Linked DNA regions of Rattus norvegicus: region 2 is linked to region 1. Evidence: chromatin contacts called from public Hi-C data. All regions are on one chromosome and are shown on one strand. The core of a region is the stretch at or near the end of the contact, and the rest is flanking DNA. Distances in the headings are between cores, read along the strand shown. Region 1 overlaps Tenm3 (teneurin transmembrane protein 3). Region 2 overlaps LOC102552563 (a long non-coding RNA gene).

Region 1 (7,293 bases), core at 3,465-5,964:
CACATTCCTCTCCACAGCTAGTGACCGTTCATGCATTCAGCAGGTTTGTTGATTGAGCCACAGATTCAACAGTGATAAGATTTAGACCATCTTATCTAGTCACTAGTCAGTGCCCTCTTACAGTCTGTAATATTTTGGAGGAAAGAGACACCTAACAATTGATTACAGTTACCCTTGCTGTTTAAATATACGAGGAGGAAAGGGGGTGGGAGGGGGTAACTCAGTGGTAGAACTCTGCATATGCTGTGCCCTCACCTCACTCCTCACCAGGCGAGAGAGGAACGGGTGGGGAACAGAGAAGGGGAAGAAGAAGAGGGAAGGAGAGAAGGGGAGAGAGAGAAGGCAAGGAGGGATCATGGGAGGCTAGCAGAGCATATGGAGGTCATAGCTCATTGAGTCTGAGCATTAGAGGAAGATTTCTGCTAAAATCTGCATTTTGACCTAAGGACAAATCTTACAGTTTACAACATAAACTAAATGTAACTCGGAAAGTCAGTTGTCAAAGACAAAAAAAAATATCTGCACGCTACTTAGAGGAAAGTTATGAGATGCATTTTTATCCTTGTTGGTTTAACTAGAACTTTTGTCACAGTTAACATCTATAAGTGGAAAGACATGTTACTTTAGAAATTCTGGGTAACTGAGCTAAAATTGCCACAACAATTTAAAGTCTTTTTTTGTTTCTTTCTATAACATACATACTTTAATTTTTTATTTATGAAACATATAAAGCATGTTCAGAGAATAGTTTTTAAAAGCATTAAAGAAAAGCGATTCCTTTTAAAGCCTTTTAAAACAATGATTGAATAGTCAGTTGTGAAGAAATTCCCAGTGTGTGTGTGTGTGTGTGTGTGTGTGTGTGTGTGTGTGTGTGTTGTATGATGTTCATGCATGATGTGATGTGTGTTTGTTGTGTGATGTGCATGTATGGAGTGGTATGTAGGTGTATGTGTGTGTGGTGTGTGGTGTGCATGTATGGTGTGATGTGTGTGTGGTGTGTATGTGCTTGGGGGTTGTTATATTTCAGAAGCTACACATAGTAAAGGTGGTGTTTTCCATTGATCACAGAGGAGTCAGAAAATCGCATATGCGATTTCTTCTACTGGGACAGTCCTAAAGGTGGGAAGAGCAGCCTTGAGTTCCTCCAGGATCTCAGTACAGCATTCACTCTGACCTTAAGCTTTTGCCCCTCTAACTCTCAAAGGCTAGGATTTAGAGCAGTCCCTACACATTTAGCTCCCACTGTACACTTTAAGTATACATCATCTGATAAATCAAAGAACAATCACATTTTCTAGCTAGACCTCCTTCTACACAATACTGAGGAACCATTTAGTGATTTAAAAAGGTACCGCTCTCTACCCCCTCCTTTGCCAGTCACATCTCACACTGGTAGTGTATCCATGTTTCCAAAGAAGAAACCATTGTCGCTGCTCACATCTCACACTGGTAGTGTATCCATGTTTCCAAAGAAGAAACCATTGTCGCTGCTCACATCTCACACTGGTAGTGTATCCATGTTTCCAAAGAAGAAACCATTGTCGCTACTCACATCTCACACTGGTAATGTATCCATGTTTCCAAAGAAGAAACCATTGTTGCTACTCTGTGGCTTGCTTTGCCTGCAACCAGCCTGACTTAGACTGACTGGCAGCCGGGAGAGGTCTTCACCTAAAGGCTTCATCCTCAGATTCATCTGTCGTTTTTGCTCTAACACACTGTCTCCTCAAGACTGTTTTTTCAGCCTTCCTGATTCCCAGGAGAAAAGGCTTTCCATGCCATCCTTCTTTTCCCACCACAGAGAAAGCGTGCAGTAGAGTCCACCCAAGATGATGCCCACATACAGCTTCTGAAATAGGAAGCACTTGATTGGGCAAGGGATTTTTTATTTTTTTGTTTTTCATATTCTCCTCTTAGTATCAAAGCTGCAGCCAGTTTAATTCCATTAAGTGCAACTATTATTAATATTTCCCTCAGACATCAATTCCATTAGACATAAGCAGTGTTGAGTATCTCTTTTAGACATGGGATGCAAAATTATGAGTAAGACATAGTCACTACTATAGTCTCATATAACAAAATATGTCCAGTGTGCGTTTCACATTGAAAATTCTTCAAATCTCTGCACTGTCATTTGCTGGCTGTGTTATTCTGTGCAAGATGTGTCCATACACCCAAGGTCCCTCAGGAATATGGACAAACTTAGTAAATGGGAGGAAGATTTATATACTCTGAATAAAATCTAGATTGTGGTTAACAGTGAATTTGGTGATAATGATGTAATACTGCTTTGGGCAAATATTGAACAAAATAATCAACGTACTGTACAAAACTTCAAGTGTTGGCTTACCTTAGCTTCTACCATTGCTGTTCCTCCTCCATGGTCTACCTAGGCTAGCCGGGAAGCCATAATGTCGCCAGAGTGCTTTCAAACCCACAGCGGTGTTCTTCCTTTACCAGCCTGACTACAGGGTTTACAGTGTGGGCCACCAGCCCTGACCTCATCAGTATTGCTCCTGACAATCCAGTGAACCAAAACTTAATGGCCACACTTTTTCAAAAACGGAAGTGTTAAATCAGAAAATGAGTTCCTTGCTCATTCTTAGAGCCAGTGGGTCTTTTGTCGAGGGACCGTATCTGGATCATCTCCTTCTGAGCCTACATTGTCAGCTTTTGGCTGCACAGATCTGAGAGTTTGAAGGCAGCCCATGGACAGGATAATGAACACCAAGTGACAAAGGGGGTCACTTCCAGTTTGAGTTCTTGTTCTGTGCTATCTTGTGAGGAAGGTCTCGGCGGACATCGGAGTGTCTCTGATGGCTGTCCGACACTTCTTTCGTGGAAGTCAATTTTGTGGGCGTGCGTTTTTACTTGGGTTTGCTGATGTTGTCTCCCGTTCATTCCACTTGTCCTTGCTGTTGCTTTCTGTTCATGTTAAGGGTTGTGGTTAGCATCATGCAGTCAAATTTCCTCTTCAAGTCAGTGCAATCAAACTTTTGCAGGTCATTTCAAAGGAGAAACAATGAGACATATAAATGTGAAATAGCCTCTGTTAAAATAAAATAATACTGTAAAATGCTTCCAATCATATCACAGAGGAGATAGGTACTCTTTTTTTAATGTCTGGGAATCACTACTCCAGGAAATAGTTAAGTTGCCAGTCTTTGCTTTTGGGTGCTTCGAGCTGGATCAATGGTTCTCAACCTGTGGGTCTGGAGCCCTTTGTGGGTCCAAATACTGTGGTCATTAAGAAAATCTGCATATCATATATTTACATTACAGTTCATAACCGCAGCCAAGTCACAGTTACAAAGTAGCAAAGAAAATTCTTTTATGCTTGGGGATCACCACACCATGAGGAACTGAAGGCCTGAGAACCACTGCTCCTGATCTTTAAATCTTGCCATTAGTTAACTACAGTTCTCTTTGTAACAAGCTCTCAATGCACAGAGGGACTGAGCCTCTGTGAGTTGCATTGCGTTTGTAAATCGAACCTGACCGTATTATTTCAGCCATCTCAAATAATCACAACTTACATCTCTATTTTCTATTTCTGGAGTAGGGGTATTTTTAGACGCTTTTAGCTTCTTCGGAGTTCTTGCTCGCCTCAGAAAGGAGTCACACGTAGAGAAGAGATGCATGCCTAAAGCGGGAAAGTGGGCCATTTATTTTTAGACAAGGAGAGTGAGACCACCGAGTACAGAAGCAAGCTGACACCGGAAACAAATCTCCTGGAGCCAGACACTGCAGCTCCCGCCCGGTTTTGTTTTGAAAGCCGTCCACAGACACTCTAAAGTAATCATTAAATAACAGTTAAACGTATGTTAATGATTAGTTAATGATTAGGCCAAAGTGTTTCCCAGGGTGAGTGATCCCAGATGAGCCTGGGGTCACTGGCTTCCCAAGACATTGTCTCCACTCCATACTGAGGGCTGAGGTGACAGTCCAGGGTGCAGAGGTAAATGTCAGTCACAGCTGCCCTGGCCTGCCACGTGCTGATGTCGCAGTAGACTCCTCCCAGACAGTGGAACTTGATGGGGAAAAGCTCAAAGTTTTTGTTGTGTGAATGAGGAATATTATGTCACGTCAGCTGCCATGCCCCCAATGGTCACCGAAGTCATTTCCAATTTCCATTTGAAACTATATGTGTGCACATATGTGCTGAAAGGCGCTCGAGCGCGCACATACATGCATGCACGCATGCACACGAATCATTCTCCAGAAAGGGACCACCTTGTACTAGAATGGCAATGTTACAAAGGGGCTGCCTTGGTAGACTTTGTCATAATTCAATATACCAACATTCCTCTAAGAATTTTCATATTGTAATAGCTCGAACTTTTAATAATGGTAAATCATCTTAACATTTCAATGTTTCTCTTTTGGGGGCTGTGTTTCTATGTTCTGTGACTTTTTTGTGTATGTTTATGTGTGTGTATTGGGGACCTAGCCCCATCACTGAGCTACACCGCAGCCCTTCCACCACCTTCATAAAAATTCAGATGAAGCCGAGGGGAAAGCGCTCGCTTAGTTAAGTCATTAGCAAACAAAAACATTTGATGTGTAGTTCTGAAAGATGCTGTGACATAGGCAATCCCACGAAGGAGCCAGTAGTGCTACAAGACTCTGAGTAAGGAACCATGGGGCTTCGTGGCCAGCTGCTAGTAACTGTCACTAACGAATCCTCTGCCACCTTCCCGATAGAGGCCAAGCAGCGTTTTGGCAGGCAGCGACTAGTACACAAACCCCACAAATGATTTCATTCTGTACTTTGAATGCTCTTGAAATAGCCATATTCTTTAACACTGACAATTGGTCCTCCAAGATCCTGTGGGCCGGTAATGGCACGCCCCTTTTGGCCGGTTGAGTAAGGAGTATATTAGTAAGGCATTTTTTCTGTTAAGCAGGAGAAGGAAGGCTTCTTTCAATCAGTTACCCCTCCCCCCCCAAATTAGAAAAACCCAACAACAGTAGGAAAATAAGTCTACCATAGAAACGATAACTTCATTCTCTCTGTGACCGAAACAGTAGCTTTACTTTCCTCAGCCTCTACCTTGGCTGTCAGTGGGCAGCGGGGAAGACCACTACCTAGGTGTATCCATAGCAGTTTTATACTACATCTATGGAGTGAGAAAAGAAAAAAAATTACCTTTATTAGAAGAATTTTAAAAATCTCGTCATGCATAAAATAATATAAATCAAACAAGGCAGAAGGAAACATAGGAGTTAAATGTATTTATGTCAAATCAAGGCACATTGATGGCCATTCATTTATGTCCCACAACCAAAAAGAAAGGAGGGAGAAGAAAAACGTAGTAGACATATGAAATATAGGCAGCTGTTCCTTTACCTTTTCCTTCTTCCTTCCCCTCCCTACATCTGTTCATTCATAAAGCCTGTGATTTTATAATCACAGGGGAACTTGCCACATCAAACATTGGTGCTTTTGCATACAAAACCCCTCATGTAGTTGATAAAGAGAGTAATCTTTTGTCGCTTTGACAACCGGAAAACGTATGGAGGTGGAGAAATACTGACTTCAGAAAAACCCATATGTGGGTCAGCAAGGCGTAGGCTCTGAACTAATATTAGCCTTTAGAGATAATAACCAATAGTAATGGATTCAAATGCCAAAATATTGCCTAACGCATTCTGTCAACATGCATATAAACACAGCGGGAAATCCAAACAAAAGCTAATTTATGGGGAATGATGTCTTCCTAATGACTGCGTAGACCACGGGGGTCCACATTGTAAGCTACCGTCTGTACATGAGAGGGTCCGTCTTACGTAGAAACCTTGGTTGCTCTCTGGAAGTATGCATCAAGTATAATCACGGCCCCATATTTAGGAGTATTTTTCTTATTTTTTTTCCCTGTAAAACCTAGTCATTCCACACGTACATCACGTAGAGTTAGAGATTCATGAAGTTGAGTGAAAGCAAGATACGTACGCCAAGTTAAAGTCTTATTATACTTTGAACTACATAGGGTAGTATTTGAAATTTTAAAAAAAGGAGCAAAGGTGTGTTCTAGTATGTTGATATTTTATTGATACCCAGATTTTTTTTTATTCCCCCAAAGATTCCTAAATCTATTGACACGTCATAGAAGGTCAATCTAAAAGCAATCTAGAGACCATCTCAGGCAGACTTTGTAGATTTTCACCTAAATAAGCTGCAATGCCAGCTGGAATGCAGCAGACTGGAGGCCAGCACTCGACTCAGGTGCCTTTTAGTGTACACGAAGGCTATCCCGGCAGTCTGTGTTGCAACTGTCCCACTGACTGTAAAAAGGTCAGCTCTGGGTTTTATTCCTGCAGCTTCTATTGAGGGGTCTGTAACGAGTCTTCTGCCCACAGATTATTTGGGGGAACACATTCATGATGGATGAGAGAGGAAGGGACAGGATCGGGAAACTAGGCCTTTGCTCGCTTGGGTGAATATTCCGGATTTGGGACACTAAAGAAGACTGAATCGCAGACATTCAGCATGACGTCTCAGAAGCCGGTTCTCCCCACCAGACCTCAGTTCTCATATTATCTTGTGCCTCTTGTCTTTGCGAGATGGCTCCCTCGCTCCTGTAATATTAAACAGCATTTAGGCCATAATGGTGGGGCCTGCTAAGATCCTTTCTCAGTGTTGCCAGGAACTCGGAGTGTACTCCTCAGGCTTCAGGCTGCTGGTAGCAAAGGGGGCTGCCTCTGTGTTCCCTTCGCAACATCCCCTGTCATTTGCTCCAAGGTTCTGGCAGACGGCTGGACTCTGTCACCAGCTGTCACCAGCCGTTCTTCCCAGCCACCCTTGGCAGGATGCGAGGTCTCAGACAGCCAGTAGAAATAATAGTAGCTGTGGTAACAACTTCAGTGGCATGGTCCCCAGAGACAAGATCAAATTTGGCACCTTTCCTCTCAACAGGAATCTAAAAATGGCACTGAATTTGCTACTTGGTGGTATATAATTTTATTTAATTACACATTTTTTGGTTTCAAGTGTTCTACATGCTCGTTGCTAAGTGTCAAATGAACTTACACTGGTAAAACACTGGCATTTCCCGCTCTTATGAGGAGGTAGGTGGTAGCAGTAAAGCCGTGGGTTTCTTAATCTCCATCCACCTTGAAAACATGGAGAGGATGCATGCTGTGATTTTCCCCACTGGAATAGTCCTCAGATCTGAAAGAAAACCCCTTCGTAAAATTTTACTGATGCATCTTTACCAACACACTGTCTCAAAATTATTTTCAATTCATGAGGGCCCCCCTCCCCTTTAACTTGTACTAGAAAAACCCACCAAG
Region 2 (7,293 bases), core at 1,800-4,299, 160 kb after region 1:
AGTTTGGGCCTGATAGGTCCTCAGCCTCCTGGAGATGTCTAAATCTACATAGAGACCGGCTGATTAGGGTTTGCTTTGCTCAGCAATTCCAGGCTGACAGACCAGGGCTTTGGTTTTAGTATGAAGAGGCAGACTTCCCCATGCTTGCCTCACAGTGACAACCTCAACTCGAGAAGGCGTGGATGCTACAGGAATCAGGTCACCCCGCTTGGCAAAAGGGTCTAGTTTCTCCTCAAATTAGAGTTTAGTATGCTCGAAGCCCAGGAACCCAGTAAGACATAGTACATTCCAGCCCCTCCTCTTGACAATGCTTTTCTTGTCTGAGCAAACTCAAAGAACAAAAGTGGACGTGAGGTTTTAGATAAAGAACTGGGTACCAAACCATTGCTGCTCACTCCCACGGTGAAATGTACATCCGTATTTAGATTCACTGCAAGTTACCTTACCTATTAGTCACGTGACCAGCCCCACAAGCACTTAAAGGAAACGAGGGGAGATTATCATGCCTTTGAAGCCCTAACCATACCCACTCCTCTCCCTGTTCACGGCCTTTTCTCTTGACTCAGCTGATCCCAAAAGCAGCCATTTCTCTGACCAGGTAGATCTGCTTGCTATCTGTGTAAGGTACTCTTTGGAATAAAAGAGTCCGGAAGAGGGAGCCTGAAGGAACTGATCCATGACACGTCTGTAACAAAAAGCACTTGGGCAGTGTCTTACAGGACACCACCCAACCCAGGTGACAAGGATGATATCTAGGCTCCTGCAGAGCGAGACAAGACCTCCCCCTTGAGCCTTGAAGGTCAGCTTAGCAGTATCATACCCCTTCCACAGATAATTCCATCACACACCGTCCTGAAGAGAAGTGACCTCAGCCTGCAGCTCCCATCCCCAGCGTGCAGTAAATTCTAGGTGAGGGAGAAGGAACTTAGAGAAATTTGAGCAAGTTGTCCAAGTGGATATCCAAGTGTGGGTGGGGTTCAAGTCAAAATGAGCAAGGATTCTCTGTCAGGTAGCTACCTTTCCTACCTTGCATAGTCTCCTGACGACAGCACCCCAGGTTCTGGTGATATTACCTGCCGTATTTGCATAAGTCATAAGACATGGGCTTTATGGCCAGTCTATCTGCCAATATTTCTAGCTCCTTGGCTCCATCATGTATAGAAACAAGTCTTCCATGCAATGTTAATGAGTGCCCATCATTTCTAAAGGAAGGACTAGAAATTTCTCCATAAATCTCTCGTTTGACTTTGTCATCCTACCAAGGTCATGTTAGAAATGACACGTTGTTTATATATTCCTACTCACCTTAACCACAGTGCGAACAAAGTACAAAAAAAAAATAAAGGTAGTGGTGTGACTACTGGAGTTTTCTGCCCTCCTTTCAAGCCTCAGAATGAATATCCTGTTACCACTTTTCTCGTTTGTTACGCCCTCTACAAGCAATGGTCTCTTGGTGTCACTTAATTACGAATAACTTTTAGGTAGCTAGAGTAAACCTTTTCATTTATGAACCAACTGAAAATGCTGCCATGGAGAAAGACAGGATTCCTAGAGCCTTGTGTACAGAGAATTTACTACAAACCGAGGCTGAGCTTAAAGTAACATCATTAGTCAGTTTAGAGATAATGGGCTCCACAAAGCAAATTTAATAAATCCTTCCGGGATCCAGGCAGAGGAAAATTAAAATTAGAAGTATAAATTGTTAGTTTTAGGCCAAGAGAGTGGCTCGCTTGCAGTCCTCCTGCCTATAGGGTGGAATCGTAAGTGGACACTGGCATCCACCTGCATTGGGAAGGAAGGTCCCATTCCTTTTATGTGTGTGCCAAGATTTCCTGAATTCCACCTAAATGACTACTTCCATCTCACATAGCTCTCCATGCATAAAGTGGACAGAATTTGCAAGTGGTCTGCTGGGTGGAAAGGCATTCCTTAAAATTTTCAAAACTCCACGTTATCAAGGTGAGGGGAGCGTAAGTACCCAAGGAGTGACAGTAAGTGAGAATAGAATGGCTCATAGAAACTCCGAGGGAGCACGCCAACTAGTCTCTTCCACCTCGGGTTCTTGTCACAAGGTGATGAGCATGGTGTAAGCAGAGATCCACTTCATCCCAACTTGCCCTCAAAGATAAACGGTGGGAAGCCTATTGTATCTAATTCAGAAAATACACCTTAAAAATCGTCCCCAGGTCCCCCAGTCTCTCTCTATAGTCCCCCTTTTCTATCCCTTAATTATCTTTCTGAAATGACCCCAGCAAGACCTGCCTGGGTTGTGTCCGAAAAAAAATTGCATCTGCTTTTCTTCATCTTCGGAGGAAAACCATGCTGGTTCATTGATAAGCCAGGTGATTTTGTCTGCTGAGGATATCATTGGGAAGGGGAGGTAGAGTCTTTCATCCCCAACTTATTGACAAAAGGTTATAAGCAAGCAGGTTTCAAAGTCTCACTTCAACTGGGACATTATCACCAAGCTCAGGCACGAGATTTAAGCGTCATTCTCAAGCACCGACAAAGCAATACTGCAAAACACAGAAAACTGAATGGAGGACAGGAAGAAGCGAAGGGTCGGGGCAGCCCGACTCACTAGAGGTAGGGAAGGGAGAGACCATCTTTCTACAAGTCGGTGCTTCTCAGTTTTCAGGACTCTGGCTTTTTGGAGGAGTGAGATCCTGTCCCAACATCTGGTGACACCCTAGAGGGGTGAGCCTCAGCAGAGACCTGTGTCTGGGTCATGGCGGCTGAGAGGCGCTTTCATGAAGGGCTCTTGCGCCCCCTAGCGATAGACGCCTTAGGTGTAGAAATCTATGCAAAAGCTGCAGCAAGGTCCAGAAACAGAAACAAAACAAAACATAAAAACAAAGGGAGACTTAAGCTCTCCCTCTGCTCGTCTCTGGATGGGCCAATTCAAATGACCCTCTCTGGTCCCATTCTGTTCTGTCCGTAGACTTTCACACGTAAAGCGATTCCTTCTGCTTCATGCACCGCCTCACTGAGACCTGGTCCTTGCAATCCTCACTCCCTTAAGATTTTCCCCCGCACGCCGTGCAGAAGCTCTGTCAAGCCGTGTTCCTCTCGCCTGGCAGATCATAAGAGGGCCCTTCCTCCCAGGAGTTGTCCGCGGGCTGTCTGAGTCCCGCAGCCCACTCAGAACACTGATTTCTGAAATACATTGTTTACTTTCTACTTTCCATGTTAACAGCCCTGTCGCTGCGAAGACTTCCCCCAGAAGGACAGATTATTTAAATTCAGAGTGGCATTTTTATTCCTGCCCAAGCTAGGCTCTCATGAAAGTGCTAGAATGACAGGCAGCCTGGAAAAAAATTCTTCCTGGCCCCGCCACTCCCTCCCTCCACTTGGCCTCACTTGCCAGGGTGAGAAAAAAAAAAAAAAGGACTTTCAACCTTTCATTCCTGGGTTGTCACACAGAAAAGCCAGTCCATGTTGATTTTAAGTGACAGCGTGTATCTACTTTAAGAAACCGTCCCTGGCTAGGTAGAACCTATTGCCATTTCTGGAGGCTCCTTGGGGACCCAAATATGTAGACTCATTCCCCCACTTTCTCTCTTAGATTAAAAAAAAAAAAAAAAAAGGAAGACTACAGATCACATGTGAAGCCAAAATATCATGGCAGACAGGATGAGATCGGAACCCCATAGCTTCACGAGAAGATAAAAAGTGGACCACTAGATGTCCAACTGAACATCTTGGCCTTCTGTGACAATACCACCAGTCCAGTCAGGCTGTCCATGGGAGGGGGAGGGGAGGGGGAGGGGAGGAGGAGGGGAAGGTGAGGGGAGGGTGAGGGGAGGGTGAGGGGAAGGGGAGGGGAGGGTGAGGGGAAGGGGAGGGGAGGGTGAGGCGAGGGTGAGGGGAGGGTGAGGGGAGGGGGAGGGGAAGGGGAGGGGAGGGGGAGGGGAGGGGGAGGCGAGGGTGAGGGGAGGGGGAGGCGAGGGTGAGGGGAAGGGAAAGAACAACACTCTTCTGCATGAGCCAAGTATGTCTAAGCTCATATCTTCACAGTTCTCCAGAAAGGATTTCTCGGGTGCTCCTGGGAGCTATAATCCCAGGGAGAGACAGACTCAGAGTTAGAACACACACACAGAGAGAGAGAGAGAGAGAGAGAGAGAGAGAGAGAGAGAGAGAGAGAGAGAGAGAGAGAGAGAGAGACCAAGAACACAGGGAGCCAGGTTCAGCAGATGATCTAGAAAGCCTTTGTTTTTCCCTGGCGCTGAAGCAATAGCTGGCTTCTTGCATGTTGCTTCCCTCACCTGGTCTCTGCCATGGTCCAAGGTGTCCTCCACATGCTGTCCCTTCCTTCTGTGACAGCTGCCATTCTCTCTGGTGGCTGCTTGGGAACCAGCTCTAAAACCCAAGTTGTGCAAACTGGCAGCATTCCAGATCCTGAGGTCCAGGTCATGAATCAGCACTCCATCGAAGTTCCCCGCTCTCGCTCCCAGACCTCCTCATCCACAGTCACACCTAGAGGCGGTGTTCTATGCCAGTAGTAAGGGCAGAGGAGGCAGGCTCCGGCTCGGGGCTCTTTGAAGGCAACAGGTTCCCAATTACTTCCCGCTCATTAAACTGTGGACGTAGCCTTGCTGGCTCTTGTAAATCAAAGAAAACACGACTAGCCTTGCCATGCTCCAGCTCTGTCTGCAGCCTCCGCCAATTAGCACTCTAGTTAATCAAACTTTAGAAGGTCCCTAGAGGGGCGGTGGAACTGGGAGCGGGCCGGAGCAGAAAAGACCCACTCAGTCTCGGCTTTGCCTGGCTGAAGGCAGCCACGTGTTTTCAACCAGTTTTCTCCATCTTTAAAGTGAGCAGCTCCATAAGCCGTGTGTGTGTGTGTGTGTGTGTGTGTGTGTGTGTGTGTGTGTGTGTGTGCGTGCGTGCGCGCGCGCGCGCGCGCGTGCACTGCGTGAAAAGAGGGTTGGCAGAAAAGTTAGGGCGAAGACTTCGGGATAGTTCTAGCTTGATGCCTTTTTACATCTCTGGAGGAGTTTCTAGATGCCCCATAGTTGAGGTCTCTGAGCTGTTAGGAGTGTTCCCTAGAAACAGGACTTTTCTCCCAGACTTCTATCATTCCACCATTGCAACTTCATCCTTCTAAGATGGTGCGAACAGTCGGTGATTTTTGAATCACGTGAGAATCCTATGGAATACTGTTCTACATTGTTCCGCCACCTCCCTGGCTTCAGCGTCCTTGGGTCTGTACCTGATGGACCACAATTTTGTTCCATTCTCCTGGCTGCCTCACAGCCCAAGCGTATACTGAGCCAGGAGGCGGTATGCATGCAGGAAGGGTCCTTACTCTGTCTGGCCCTGCTCAGTACTCTGAAATGTCTGGAATCTTCACAACACTACTAATGATCACCCCAGATGATCGCCAGAACCGAGACCACTTGATCCAGAACCAGGGGTAGCACATTGTGGTACTTCTTACCTGTAAGGATCACACTGTGTCTCAGCTGCTTTTCTCAGAGTGGCAAGAGCCCCCAAGAGGCTACGGAGTGAGAGAACCTCACAGTTATCTCATGTCTCCTTGGGAGGGGTGCATCCCCGAACCCCTGCAGAGCTGCCCTGTATAAACAGCGTCCCTCCCAGATCCAAACCCCTCATACTTGGTGAGAGCAACCCCCAACCCTCATTAGCATCTGGAATCGCACTGAGAAACTGATGATCCAGGGCAGAGCCCTTTAAAGCAGTGCCTGTGGTGACTCTGAAGACAGCCATCCCCTCACAACCATCAGTAGGATCCAGCTGCAACCCCAGATGGCTCTTACACTCTGACGTTCTTCACCTTCCTAATGCTGTGACCGTTAATGTAGTCCCTCGTGTTATGGTGACCTCCCCAACCATAAAATTCTTTTCATTGCTACTCCATAACTGAAATGTTGCTACTGCTCTGAATCATAATGTAAATATCTGTGCTTTCCGATGGTCTTAGGTGACCTGTGGAAGGGCCATTGGACCTCTCTCTCTTGAAGCAGGTCTAGCCCCACAGGTTGAAAACTGCTGCTCTAATAGGCTATCTGGGCCCTGAACTGAGCTCTGGTTTCTAGGAAGACTAACACTGTCTGTCCCTGTCTCTGTCTCTGTCTGTCTCTCCTCTTTCCCCTCTCTCCCACAAAACACTCTTTTTCTCTACTAGGGTGGGACAGACACCTCCCTCCCCCCACTGCCTCTGCTCTTCAGTTCTATTCATGTTTCAAGTGGGTCAAGACTTCTGCTTTGAGCCTTCCCTCCCATCATTGTCCCCAAAGTCACTTAAGACACAAGGCTGAGATAACACCCACTTCTGCTGTCATTGGGTGGACTCCTCCTTTTAGTCAGAGATGTCCCTGGATAGCCTGGTGTCATCACACCATTCCTATGACCCACCACTTCAATAACAAAGACCAGAAAGCGAGAGAAGAGCCAATGGGGTGCCAGAGTCTGAGAGCATTTTGGATGGGGAGCTCCAGAGAATAGAGCGTAGGCAGCCGTGTCCCTGAGACAGACCCCAGTTCTTGGATGTGTGACTTGGCATTCTGGGACTTCTCTCTTGCACAGTGGAGATTCCCAGATCCATGAGATTGCTATAAGATTACTTTAGTTGGTTTTTGTCAAGTCTTTGAACAGAACCCTGGAAAGATACATGCTTTCTAGATGGCTCCTAGGGGCCACTCGTCCGGGTCTTGTGTTGATCCATGCTGTGTAGAGTCAAATTTCTGTGGAGCAGGGTTAAGGTCTCTCCCTGCGATGCTTGGCCAGAGGTCAGAACACCACATGTATACTTGGTAGGCACACACACACACACACACACACACACACACACACACACACACACACACTGAGCTCCAGACAAAAGGAGGACGAGGTGGTGGCTGAGGGGAGACTCTGGGTCCTGGTCTCAGTAGTGCGGGTCGAAGATGATCCTCCCTGAGCTTCAGTCCAGACAACAATGTGTCCCAAGTCTTCCTGTGAGGCTGTGTCTGCCACCAGGCAGGCTGGTAACTCATCCGAGGTCCGAAGCTACTGCAGAAAGAACAATAAACAAAATAATAATGCACATGGCCTCCTAGCACAGAAAGCTTAAGCCCAAAGCCCTATCTTCCAGATATCTACACCAATGCTCTCAGGTATCCCCAGTGAGCTAAACGCATCCTATAATCAATGTGGAAGGCCCCCCACTTTTGAAGGAACCCCACCATCTCGCATCCTTGAAGGTTTGCACTTACTATTTATTCCTACTGCACAGGGTACCACACTGGGGCCTCTGGTTCCACATTATCCCCTCTTCCTCTCGATGACACC

What was found. A called contact is a pair of places that touch in the nucleus more often than the background predicts.
Region 2: a contact with region 1 is called in a Hi-C map of liver, with 4 times the contacts expected there. The contact joins two enhancer-like sites. A contact is called at or near these places in 2 of 12 Hi-C or Micro-C datasets (frontal cortex and liver).

The regions. Positions count from the first base shown.
Region 1 is chr16:50,549,612-50,556,904 of GRCr8, forward strand. The region is part of intron 4 of Tenm3 (teneurin transmembrane protein 3); the gene reads left to right. Among named protein-coding and RNA genes, the nearest start is that of Dctd, 280 kb to the right of the region's middle. Within about 2 kb of position 4,715, at least 4 of the 93 cell types and tissues checked have an H3K27ac peak or open chromatin away from gene starts, as enhancers often do. A contact at or near this core is called in liver, where this site is marked.
Region 2 is chr16:50,711,727-50,719,019 of GRCr8, forward strand. LOC102552563 (a long non-coding RNA gene) reads right to left here. Exons shown (of 4, transcript XR_005494836.2): 4 at 6,279-7,014. Among named protein-coding and RNA genes, the nearest start is that of Dctd, 120 kb to the right of the region's middle. Within about 2 kb of position 3,050, at least 26 of the 93 cell types and tissues checked have an H3K27ac peak or open chromatin away from gene starts, as enhancers often do. A contact at or near this core is called in liver, where this site is marked.